Regions from separate parts of the Sus scrofa genome. Here regions 1 and 2 are each linked to region 3. The links are chromatin contacts, called in public Hi-C and promoter capture Hi-C maps. All regions are on one chromosome and are shown on one strand. The core of a region is the stretch at or near the end of the contact, and the rest is flanking DNA. Distances in the headings are between cores, read along the strand shown. Region 1 holds the start of ALDH2 (aldehyde dehydrogenase 2 family (mitochondrial)). Region 2 holds the start of HECTD4 (probable E3 ubiquitin-protein ligase HECTD4). Region 3 holds the start of NAA25 (N-alpha-acetyltransferase 25, NatB auxiliary subunit).

What was found. Promoter capture Hi-C pulls out the DNA fragments that hold promoters and counts their contacts. A called contact is a pair of places that touch in the nucleus more often than the background predicts.
Region 1: a contact with region 3 is called in a promoter capture Hi-C map of fetal liver, with 2.8 times the contacts expected there. The contact joins the promoter of ALDH2 here to the promoter of NAA25 in region 3. A contact is called at or near these places in 1 of 5 promoter capture datasets (fetal liver) and 1 of 47 Hi-C or Micro-C datasets (liver).
Region 2: a Hi-C map of fetal skeletal muscle shows a contact between it and region 3, with 2.5 times the contacts expected there. The contact joins the promoter of HECTD4 here to the promoter of NAA25 in region 3. A contact is called at or near these places in 3 of 5 promoter capture datasets (fetal liver, fetal skeletal muscle and liver), 13 of 47 Hi-C or Micro-C datasets (alveolar macrophages, brain, embryonic fibroblasts and 8 more) and 2 of 2 datasets of contacts at active chromatin or transcription factors (alveolar macrophages and skeletal muscle).

What each region holds. Positions count from the first base shown.
Region 1 is chr14:39,931,394-39,935,194 of Sscrofa11.1, reverse strand. It overlaps ALDH2 (aldehyde dehydrogenase 2 family (mitochondrial)), which reads left to right and starts at 2,082. Exons shown (of 13, transcript NM_001044611.2): 1 at 2,082-2,284. The coding sequence starts at 2,159.
Region 2 is chr14:39,324,607-39,328,811 of Sscrofa11.1, reverse strand. HECTD4 (probable E3 ubiquitin-protein ligase HECTD4) reads right to left here and starts at 2,117. Exons shown (of 76, transcript XM_013990365.2): 1 at 1,645-2,117. The coding sequence starts at 1,821.
Region 3 is chr14:39,604,610-39,608,279 of Sscrofa11.1, reverse strand. NAA25 (N-alpha-acetyltransferase 25, NatB auxiliary subunit) reads right to left here and starts at 1,481. Exons shown (of 24, transcript XM_021074209.1): 1 at 1,330-1,481. The coding sequence starts at 1,387.

The DNA.
Region 1 (3,801 bases), core at 833-3,332, 330 kb before region 3:
TTTGTAGCAGTGGAAGAAAACATGACTATACAGTCAAAGACACTCAAGCACATTTCTAAAAAGAGAAATGCTTTTGTTCATCTATTGGATTAGCAACACTAACCAAAAAAAAAATCTGATAAATTGTATTTGTGAGGGTGTGAAGAAACTCAGACATGACAGGGGTGGGACATAAACTGATCAAATCTCTATGGTGGATAATACAGCAATAGTCATATTTATTTATTGGCCACACCCATGGTATGTGCAGTTCCTGGACAAGGGATCAAACCTGAGCCACAGAGGAAACCCAAGCCACAGCAGTGACAATGCCAATTCCTTAACCTGTTGTGCCACTAGGAAATTCCAGCAACACCTATACTTAAATTGTCCATATTCTTTGACTTAGTAGTTCCATTTTTATGAAGTCAAGGTTATAAATTGCAGTATTGTTTGTAAAGATAAAAAACTGGAAACAACCTAAACGTCCATCCAAGATCAGTTTCCTTGAGTGCGGTTACAGAAGATCTCCCACACACATTTCCAAGCAGAAAAAGCAAGATGCCTTGGGGGAAGAGAAATGCAGGCTGGGTGCTGCATTCAGAGAAGAGAGGCAGACTTACTTTGCAGCTTATCCCTGCAGCTGATCTGCAAACCTATTTCCCCTTCTTTCTGGGTACAGGGCCTGTTTCCTAGACTCCTTGATAAGGAGGAATAGCCACATGACTGAATTCTAACCAATGAAACAGGCTTGACCCAGAAAAACCTCCCTTGTGCCATTCTTAATATTTTTTCTCTCTTTCGGTTATTTGGACTGGTGCTGAGACCCAGGGGAACTTTGGGAATCAGGCTTTGATCTCAGAGTCACACAAAGAAAAGAGTCTGGGTCCCTGAGTTCCTGCCTAGAGGGGAACATCTGTGTGAGAAACGTGTAGGTAGGGACTTCATTGTGTTTGGCCACCAGAATGCTGTGGTGTATCTATTTCAGCAGATTATAATATTCTTACAATATCCTTTTGACATCATATTAGCTCTCCAAAACAAAGCAAAACTGGAGCAATACCTTTGCCTGGTACTCCATACTTGGGCTTTGTTCAATCTCTTTGGGCTCAGCTCCAACAGCTAGAGCCTTAAACAGCTCCCCAGACACTTGGCACCTAGATGTGCCCCTTTCCTCTGCTTCTCTGCTGTCAAAATACTTATCTCCACCCAGCTCAGAAACTGCTGCCAGGTTTCTTCAGTCTTTCTTGGACTTTTGCTGATATTTATCTGGTTGAAATGTACACATTTGACCCAGGATCCATCTGCTTTCCTATCCATTGTCCTCTCATTGCTCCCGTGTCCCCAGTGCCCAGCCCTGGGATGTCTGTGGAATAAGACAGCCTGGAAAATCCTTACTCCCACCTCTGCCCTCCTGCAGTCTATTTTCCACAGAAGGAGTAAGCAATGAGTTTATGATGCAAAGCCAGCAAGTCATTCTTCCCTTCCAAACCCCCTCACCACCGCCTTCCAGTTCTGGCCCCATCCACCTCTCTCACCTCACCTCCTAATCCTCTCCCCCTGGTTCCCTGGCCTCCAGTGTTTCCCCTTCTGCCACCCAAGTCGGGTGGTCCCACTTCAAGGCCTTGCCCTAGCGTTCCCTCCTCCTGCAATGCTCTCCCTTAGTCACAGTCCCTTTACGACTCAGGTCTCACGTGTCAATTCCTGACTATGGGATTTAAAAGTAGTACCCTTGCCCCAACTATCTCTTCACCCTATCCATTTCCTTCGCATCCCTTTTCACTGCCTGAAATTACCTCGTGTTTGGACTAGAGTTGGTCTCTCCCACTAGAGTGTAAACCCCTGTAAGTCAAGGTCAGGGGTCGCTGTGGTTCAGGCCTGTACATATTAGGGGTTCAGGCACGCAGTAGGGGTTCAGCCAACGCACGCAGAATCCTGGAGATCCATTACTTCTACACCCTCGGCGCGCCAAGCGCAGAGACAGTGGCGGGCCTGCAGGGAGATCTGGCAATCCTCATCTGCTCCCCTCCGGGTGCACGCCCCGGGGCCCCGCCCCGCGCCTGCCCATTGGCTGCCGGGCGGGGCCGGGGAGAGGTCCCTGGCTCTGCGTTCGCCTTGCCCGCCGCCACCTCAGACCCGCCGCTAGCTAGCCTCTCGGAACTTCAGCTCCAGCATCGGCATGTTGCGCCCTGCTGCGCTTGCCGCCGCCCGCCTCGTGCTCCGCCAGGGCCGCCGCCTATTATCGGCCGCCCCTACCCAGGCGGTGCCGGCCCCCAACCAGCAGCCCGAGATCTTCTACAACCAGGTGAGGCCGCCCCCCAGCCGCGCTAGAGCTTTGTTCTCTTGGGGGACGGAGCCCGTCGGGTGCGAACGGCCTGGGCCTTCTTGGGCCTCAGTTTACCCAATTGGGACTTGAGGGGTTTGCTGCAGTTGCTCTTTCAGCATACTCCCTTCCCTGCCCGCGAGCAGTTTGGCCCCGTAGCCGCCAACGACACCTCTGTTTCATTATGCAGCTGTGACTTTGGACGCTTTTCGTCTGGCAGATGTCCGTTTTTCAGGGCCGACTCTGGGTCCCGTTCACCTTCCCCCTCCACCCGGATCGTCCTCGGATTTCGGGCTTCTTAGTCGCCTCTGTATCTGAGCAGTCTAAACATCACCCACTCAGAGGACATGTCCTTTTAGACCCTCTTTGCAGGAACTGTTTTGTCTTTTCGCAGTTAATCTCTTTTAAAAATCTCTTTACTCATGCCCTCATACAAGGAAGTCCAAAAGTAAAAACAAGAAATGGAGGGGTCCTTTTCAGCTAAGACTTACTAATTTGCTAAGGCGCTTCCACTACTGGGAATTGGGAAAGGGTAGATTATTTCCCCACCTGGTCGGTCGCAATCTCCGTAAAGTATTGGTGCCTTCCAAGGGTCTTTGATTAAAGCAAGGAGGGACTTTCCAGGATAACACCGATTCCCAGTAGTCGATTTTTTGCTCAACTAGGACTTTGGAATATTTTCTGTTTTGATCTTTGAGTTTGGGTAAGGTGATGGATTTCACAGAGAAGAAAACTGGTTATGAAAGAGTTCGTTTTGTTTGTGCAACAAGTGTAGCTGCTGCTGCTCTTCTGAACTTCAACTTCTTTGAAGTTGGAAGGGGTCAGAGGGTGAGCACAGGGCCTCACACTGTGGGCACTTAGAGGAATAATGTCTCATTCTCTGTGCATTTCCTTTGCATCTGGCACTAATCAGAGCACTTGTTTTGCCATTTAATCCTTAAACAGCCCAGTGAGGTAGGTACTGTGATTATCTCCATTTTACAGATGAAGAGACTGAGTTACAAGAAGGTCTCCTGAGTTGCCCAAAGACTGCAGTCAGCATCAAAGTTGAGGTTCACATCTAGGCTTCTAAGAGTAAGCCAATAACCAGAACTTTCCGTGTGGTACCACTGATGCAACTCTGGGTGGGAATAAGGGGGTCACTGCTGATTTAGGATGCTGTAGAGCCTACCCCTGGCTGGCTGCTTTCAACAGGGGACCTGCTTGTCAGAGCTCGGCTGCAAATCTGCACACAGGAGATGGGGAAAGGCGCATCTGTGTGATTTAAGGGATGTTACAAATAGTCATTTGTGAGGGAATAAAAACAAAAGATAAAATAATATGCCTTTTGCATAACACAAGCCAAAAAGGCAGCAACTTCTGCTCCCTTGGTAGGCTGCTTAAGGAGGAGTTTATGCTTGAAAGACTTGAACATCAGGCAGAAACATCCTCAAAGGAAAAGCAGCAGCACACTAAGCCTTTGTGGTCACAGGATCTAATTAAAATCCTCCTCCTCTGTG
Region 2 (4,205 bases), core at 868-3,367, 280 kb after region 3:
ACTTAACAGTTCAGGTATTTTTAACTACTCCTACACTTAGTCCTAAAAACAAATAAATTATATACATATACAATTTTGGGATCTGTGAACTTAGTCTCTAAGGAACAAAGAGCATCTGATTTCCACATTTCACATACAAGAGAGTCAATTAAATCAAAAGATTCCACCATCATAGCACAATATTCCTTGAGTTTTCAAGCAGATAAGACACTCAGACACACCTTGCTTTTTATAAAGGCCCAAATGAGACATAATAAAAATATGATTCCACGTTAGGAATTCCCTACCAATTTGTACCTTCCTTTTTTTTTTTTTTTTTTTTTTTTTTGGTGGCCAGACTATAAGTCAGTTAAGAGTTCACAGTGGGAATGCTGCAACCTCAGCCAGAAATTCAGACAAAAATACAGAGGAACGTATTCGCATCTCAGGCACGTCCAAATGTCTCGGCCAGCAAGGATCTCATCACTGCCATTTCCAGAAACACACAGTAAAGGGTTTTAATCCATTTCTATAAATGTTCCTTGTGCTGAATGCCAAAGTGCCTGCAAAACCGCAAAACACAAAAGATTCCTTGCATTCCGTTTATAGCCAAAAGACAGGCCATCCTCTCCGCACTGTCCCCAGAGAGTCCTCCTTGCGACAGTAAGAATTTCGTGACAACCCATGCTACCTACACGTCAAAATGTCACTCCACAAAGTGGAGGGCGAGCAGTGTCAGCACTGACTGGCCACGATGAACCGATCCTGCCAGTATTCCCACCACTGGGCACACCTGAAACCAAGTGAGGTCGGTGGAAAGTTCCCATCCACCTAGTATATTTTGTTTCCTTCTGCTCCCAAATCCAGCAGCAAAATTGCTGAGATTTCCTTTTGCACCTGCAACGGCTCCTAAGCCTGGGCTTCTCCGCACCACCACCACCATCACCCCGCCCCCAGCTCATCGAAAGGCCTTGCGGCCTAAAACGCCCGTTAACCCCTGCGGAGAGCGCACCAAGGGCTGGTGTAGCATTCCCCTTGCTGTCCACACTGCCCGCTTCCATGACAAAGGCCCGGTGTCAATCCGAGGCACGACACAGAGTAGTTGCTAGATTGCCCATCACTGACTGGCAGCTGCCACTACCTTCTCCCGAAAAACACAAACAACAAAAAACATACACACGCGCGCACACACACACACACACACACACACAACTGGGAAAAGACCGGGGGTGGGGGTGGTTGTAGAGCGTTAAAATTAAAATATCCCCAAAGCTAAGCAGCCTGGGTGTGACCTGGAAGTGAGTCCAAGGGGTCCGTGGGGGAGGGGAGAAAGGGCCCAGGAGGCGGCAGCAGCTCCTCAGGGGCGTGAAGGCCGTGCCGGGTGATCGTCTAATAAAATGCTGGGAGTTGGAACGTTCAAAATGAAACCACAAATGAAATCCCCAGCGGGCTTGAAGCCCCGAGGAGGGAGGGAGGCGGGCGGTCTGCAGACCTGCGGCCGCGGTCCCCACCAGCCTGTCCGGCGCCCACACACACCTGCCGGGGCAGCCTTCCGAGGGGCGGGGGTCTCGGGTCGGGGTAAAGCGGAGATGGGAGGGCTCGACCCTGGGGATGCGGGGCGGATGGACTAATCTGATGGCGGAGGCCGGGGGGAGCCTCTCTCACCTCCAAGTCGGTGTCGGCGGCCTCCGGGGCCCCAAGGATCTCGCTGGGCAGCTCGGCCAGGTCAGTGACCCGGATCAGTCCGTCGTGCAGGAAGATGGTCTCCTCCTTCACCGAGAGCCACTGCGCGGAGTCCGCGGCCGCCGCCGCTGCAGCCGCCGCCGCTGCAGACGAGCCCATGGCCCCGGCTGAGAGGTTGGCGGTGAGAAGGGGCCGCCCGGCCCGGGAAGACGCGAGCAGGAGCCTCCGCGATCACCAGTCCATGGCAGCAGCCTTCGCGCCCGTCTGCAGCGCCCAGATCGCTTCCTCGCCCGTGCAGCTCCGCCCTAGGAGGTCCGAGTCGCCATCCTCCCACCCACGGCCCCGGAGACCCCGGCCCCGCCGCCACCGTCTCTGCCGCCGCCGCCGCCGCCGCCCTGAGGTGCAGGACCCGCCTCTGCTGCTCGGCAGCCAACTGTCAGTGAGACGCCATGTTGGGGGCGGGGCTCCCGGCATGCTCCGCGGAGGGGACAATGCAGGCCCCGCCCACCCTCCTGGCTCCGCCCACCCACCGAGGCCGGGGCAGCCGCGGAACCTCAGCTTTGCGCTTCCCTCAGTCTTGCCGTCCGACTGACCTCCTACGCCTCTTGTCATTCGAGGGCGCCCTGGGTCTGCAGTGCAGAAGAGGGGAAGGAGGGCGCTGCCTCCCCTTCCTCAGGTGTGCACCGATTTCTCTCTGGCCAGGGTCCCCACCCTGCGTAGAGCAAGGAGCTTCACTCCCTGCTTTCAAGTTTAAATGAGATATACGCAAAAATCTGGCGCAGGGCGGGCGCGGCACACTTGTTCATAAGCATTCGGTAGAGGCACACAGTTGGTGCTTCCTATATACTATAAATTCTAGAACCCACTAAGCACTCAAAACCTGGTGAAGGAGCTCCCGCTGTGGAACAATGGGATCGTCAGCGACTTAGGAATGCTGGAACGAGGGTTCGATCCCCTGCCCGGCACAGAGGGTTAGGAATCCGGTGTTGCCGCAGCTGTGGCTTAGTTCGCAGCTGCAGCTCGAATCTGATCCCTGGCCTGGGAGCTCCATGTGCCGTGGGCAGCAAAAAAACAAAAAACAAAACAAAATCTGGTGAAAATAAAGTACCAGTCACATTTGATGTCCAATGTCTGTCACGTAATGCCCCAGAGGGAGTTAAAACTATTGTTATAACCCATCAGTACTCAACACTAACATATACATTAAAAATATACCCGGGAGTTCCCTTTGTGGTGCAGTGGGAAAGAAACTGACTGTATCCATGAGGATGAGGGTTTGATACCTGGCTTAGCTCAGTGGGTTAGGAATCAACCTTGTGGTGAACTGTGGTGTAGGTAGAAAATGAGGCTCAGATGCCGAGTAACTGTGGTTGTGACATAAGCCTGCAGCTGCAGCTCCAATCTGACCCCTAGCCCGGGAACTGCCACAGACTGCAGGTACAGCCTTAAAATACACACACACACACACACACACACACACACACATCCATCATCCCATTTTTATTTTATTTTATTTTATTTATTTATTTACTTATTTATTTTGTCTTTTTGCCTTTTCTGGGGCCACTCCTTCAGCATATGGAGGTTACCAGGCTAGGGGTCTAATCAGAGCTGTAGCTGCCAGCCTACACCACAGCCACAGCAACGAGGGATCCGAGCTGCATCTGTGACCTACACCACAGCTCACGGCAACGCCGGATCCTTAACCCAGTGAACAAGGCCAGGGATCGAATCCGCAACTTCATGGTTCCTAGTCGGATTCGTTAACCACTCAGCCATGACGGGAACTCCCAGATCATCCCCTTTTTATTAAAAAAAAAAATAAAGGTGTTCCCGTCATGTTGCAGCAGAAACGAATCTGACTAGGAAACATGAGGATGCATCAGGTTTGATCCCTGGCCTCGCTCAGCGAGTTAAGGATCTGGCGTTGCCATGAGCTGTGGTGTAGGTCGCAGACACGGCTCAGATCTGGCGTGGCTGTGGCTGTGGCATAGGCCAGCAGCTATAGCTCCAATTTGACCCCTAGCTTGGGAACCTCCATATGCCGCAAGTTCGGCCCTAAAAAGACAAAAAAAAAAAAGACAAAAATAAATAAATAAAGTGCTTATTGCTATCAAAGGACTTGAATATGTATGGCCACCAAAAAACCTACATAGGGATATTTATAACAGCTTTAGTCATAATTGCCAAAACTTGAAAGTAACCAAGATGTCTTTCAGTAGGTGAGTAGATGGTATATCCAGACAATGGACTATTATTCAGCGATAAAAAGAAACGACTATTGGAGTTCCCCTTGTGGTGCAGCGGAAACGAATCGGACTAGGAACCATGGGGTTCCAGGTTTGATCCTTGGCCTTGCTCAGTGAGTTAAGGATCCCGAGATGCCATGAGCTATGGTGTAGGTCACAGGTGCGGCTCGGATCCCACGTTGCTGTGGCTCTGGCGTAGGCCAGTGGTAACAGCTCCGATTAGACCCCTTAGCCTGGGAACCTCCTTATGCCCCGGGAACAGCCCTAAAAAGACAAAAAGACAAAAAAAAAAAA
Region 3 (3,670 bases), core at 232-2,731:
TAGCTGAGTGACCACAGACAAATTACACATCAATAAAGCCCCAGTTTCCTCATCTGTGGAAAGAAAGGGAGGGGGTTGTAAAAACTACCTATCTCAGGAGTATGTGTGAAAATTAAATGATAAATATAAAAGGCTGAGGACAGTGACTGACATAATTAACAGTCTATATATATTAGCTATTATTATTTTTACCCACCTCACAAAGCTGTTGCTAGAATCAAATGAGATGTGAGTAAAGTATCATACAAATTACAAAAAGTAGCAATTGTACCAGAAATATATAGTTACCCCCTTCCAAAAAAAAAAAGTTAAGTGATCTCAGCCCTGCGGAGAAACCTCCATTTAGTAACATCCACACTATAAACATGAGACCTAATTTTGCGAAAAACCACTGACCTTGAAGCCTTCCTTCATCAAGAAGTGACACAGACCAAGACCATACAACCATCTAACAGGAACCACTATCCAATTACAGAACACCTCGGTAATTGAAGAGATGTTTCTGTGACTCAAATATGTGATTTTTCACAATAAGTGTAGCAGAACGATATCAAGGTCTTAAAACCTGAGGATTGGGCTAAGCGTTACAAAGGGGGATCCACTCAGCACACAGAAGGCAAGCTGCAGAAAGCCAGAAAAGCTACAGAAAGGAAAGGCCCTGCACGCCCCTCCAAACTATCACAATCTTCCCATCGCTATTTTGGGCCCAAGACCACCACCCCCCCGCCCCCGCCTCCCACGTGTACCCTGAGCAGCTGTTCCTCCACCAAAGAGCTTTCGATGGGGAGCCTCAAATCTGGGCCTGTTCCTGACTCGATTCGGGTGACCTTGCGTCAGCTCCTTCCTCTCTCAGAACCTCAGTTTCTCTCTGTTCACCAAGCACTGTTGGTCAGACAACATTTTAGGCCCAGTTTCCATAAGTAAAAAGTCTTCAGTGGGGGTTTTCCCTCAAGTAGGGTGTTTCAGCCCTGTACCGGAGCTAGCTTCCACCTGCGGGCAGATCTTGGGTGTCCCTTGGCGTGGCCCCAACAACGCGACCTGCGAGCAGAGCAGATCTCTACCAGAGGAAATGTCTTACAAAGCCTGCCTGTCGGGCCAGCTCTGCCGACCTGCCGCTGCCCTAACAGCGCAGCTGCCACCTCAGGGCTCTGGAAGGCCAGGCCGGCGCTTCCGCGAGGCCCGTGACTGAGGCCTAGAGGCCCGCGCGGCCGACCCCCTGTGCTCGCCAGCCCTGCTCCTGGCCACTCAGCGACCCTCCTGGGCCTTTACCCTGGCCCCGGCGGCCCTCGGCGTATCCGGCTGGCGACTAGACTGGCCCCAGGCACTCACCGTAAATGGGCCGGAGGCGCCTGTCGTTAGGGTCCTGCACATGGCCCCGCGTCGCCATGATGACAAGCGCAGAACAGCAGTGCGCACGCGCAGGGCAGGCCCCCGGGAAGGGGCCGTTAAAGGGCCAGCGCCGATCTCGCTCGTCTATCGCGATGGTCGCGGGGTTGCGATTGAACGCGCCTGCGCGGAAAGGGACAACACTTACACCGCACCCCTCCCACAGACTATTGCCACTTTGAGGGATACGTCTCCCCTTTGCTGATGGAATCAGTCTAGCTGATAGAGGCGGCCGTTGCTATTAAAATCCCGTCCGAGTCACTTACGGGAGAGTGAAGAAAGGAGAGAAACTCTTGGTCAGAGTTAGGGCTCTGCTGCTCCAGTTTATCTTATTTCTCATCTGTGCTGAAGGACCAGTTAGACTTGTCTTTGATTAATTGTTGAGGAACTGGGACCTCCTCTGGGAGGGTGACCCAGGAGAGAGTAGGGGAAAGGGGTGCTGACCAACAGTAGAAATCTGCCAGAAATGTTCGAGATCCCTTCATCTCTCTCCTGGTGCTCAGCCAACTAAGAAGCACCCTAGATTTATAGTAATCCAGTGGATTTGTCAACTATACCGCAATAAAACTGAAGGAAAAAAGTAATTCAGTTAGTATGTGCAGTTAGTGTTGCAAGCTCTAAATGAATTATTTCATTAATACTCATAACAACCCTAGTATCTCCTTAGAAGGTAGATACTATCCTCTTTTCTACTGGTGGGTTTATTCATACCCAATATAATTATCCAGTGCCTATTATGCCGCTGTTTCTGTTTCGAATTTAGGCAGAGAAGATACATTGTAAATAAATCAGAGCTTTCCTGGGGCCTTCCTTGCTGGGAGGGAGATCATCAAATAAGTATGTCAGTATATTAGGTGATAATAAATGAAACTGAGAAAAGGAGAACAGGGACGGGGGGCAATTTTATATAGTGTGGTTAGAAAAAGCGACAATTGTCAGAAAAGTTAAATAAAGTGGGAGATGGGAGTTCTCTTGTGGCACAGCAGGTTAAAAATCCAGCATTGCCATGGCTGTGGCGTGGGTTTGATCCCTGACCTGGGAACTTCCACATGCCTGGGTCGAGGTGAAAGAAAAAAACCAAAAAACTGTCAAGGTCATGAAAAATAAGGAAACTATGAGAAACCATAATAGTCCAATGAAACACGATAACCAAAGGTAATGTGATATCCTGGTTGGGATCCTGAGACAGAAAAAAAAAGGGCATTAGTGGAGAAACAGAAGAAATGCAAATAAAATCTAGAATTTAGTTAATAGTATTATGCTAATGTTGGTTTCTCATTTTGACGAATGTAAATTACATGGTAATGTAAGATGTTAACATTAAGGTTAACTGGTTGAAGAGTAGTAAAAACTTTACCCTCTTTTCAGCCTTTCTGTTAAGTCTAAAACCATTCCAAAGTAATAGATTTTTAATACATTTTTAATAATGGGGGGTATTTTTTAACTACATGCACTAGAAACTCTCATCCCAACTCTGTCCTGGGGCAAGCTAAAGAGGAAGAAAAAAAATTCCAGAAGCAAGTGCACAGAGAAATTCTTGTTGAAAATGGTTGGGAGTGGTGGTGGAGGGGAAGGGGGGGGGGTCCCTCCAATAAATATACAATATGCGATCCCCATGGAAAAATCATTTCTTTTTGTGTGTGTGTGTCTTTTTAGGGCCAAACTCTTGGCATATGGAGGTTCCCAGGCTAGGGGTCAAATCAGAGCTACAGGTGCCAGCCTATGCTGCAGCAATACAGGATCCGAGCCACATCTGTGACCTAGGCCACAACTCACACCAACACCAGATTCTTAACCCACTGAGTGAGGCCAGGGATTGAACCTGAGTCCTCATGGATACTAGTCAAATTCGTTTCCCCTGAACCATGATGGGAACTCCCTAGACCTGCTGATTATTAAGCACTCCCCCAGACCCGGTGAATCTATCACTCTAAGAGTGGGCACAGCAATCTGTATCTTTGCAAATCCTCTTGTGATTTAGATTCAGACAAAAGTTTCATTCTTCTCCTTTAGGTTAGAAGTGGACAAATTATGACCCATAGGCCATATCTAGCTGACTACTGTTTTTGTACAGCCATGAGCCAAGAATGATTTTTACTTTTTTAAAATGTAATAAAATAATCAAAAGAAGAATCAAAATAATCAAAAGAAAAATATTTCACAATATGTTAAAGGTATGTAAAGTTCAAAGGCCAGGGTTCATAAATAAAATTTTAGTGGGTTAAGGATCCGGTGTTGCCATGAGCTGTGGTGTAAGTCACAGACGCAGCTCGGATCTTGCATT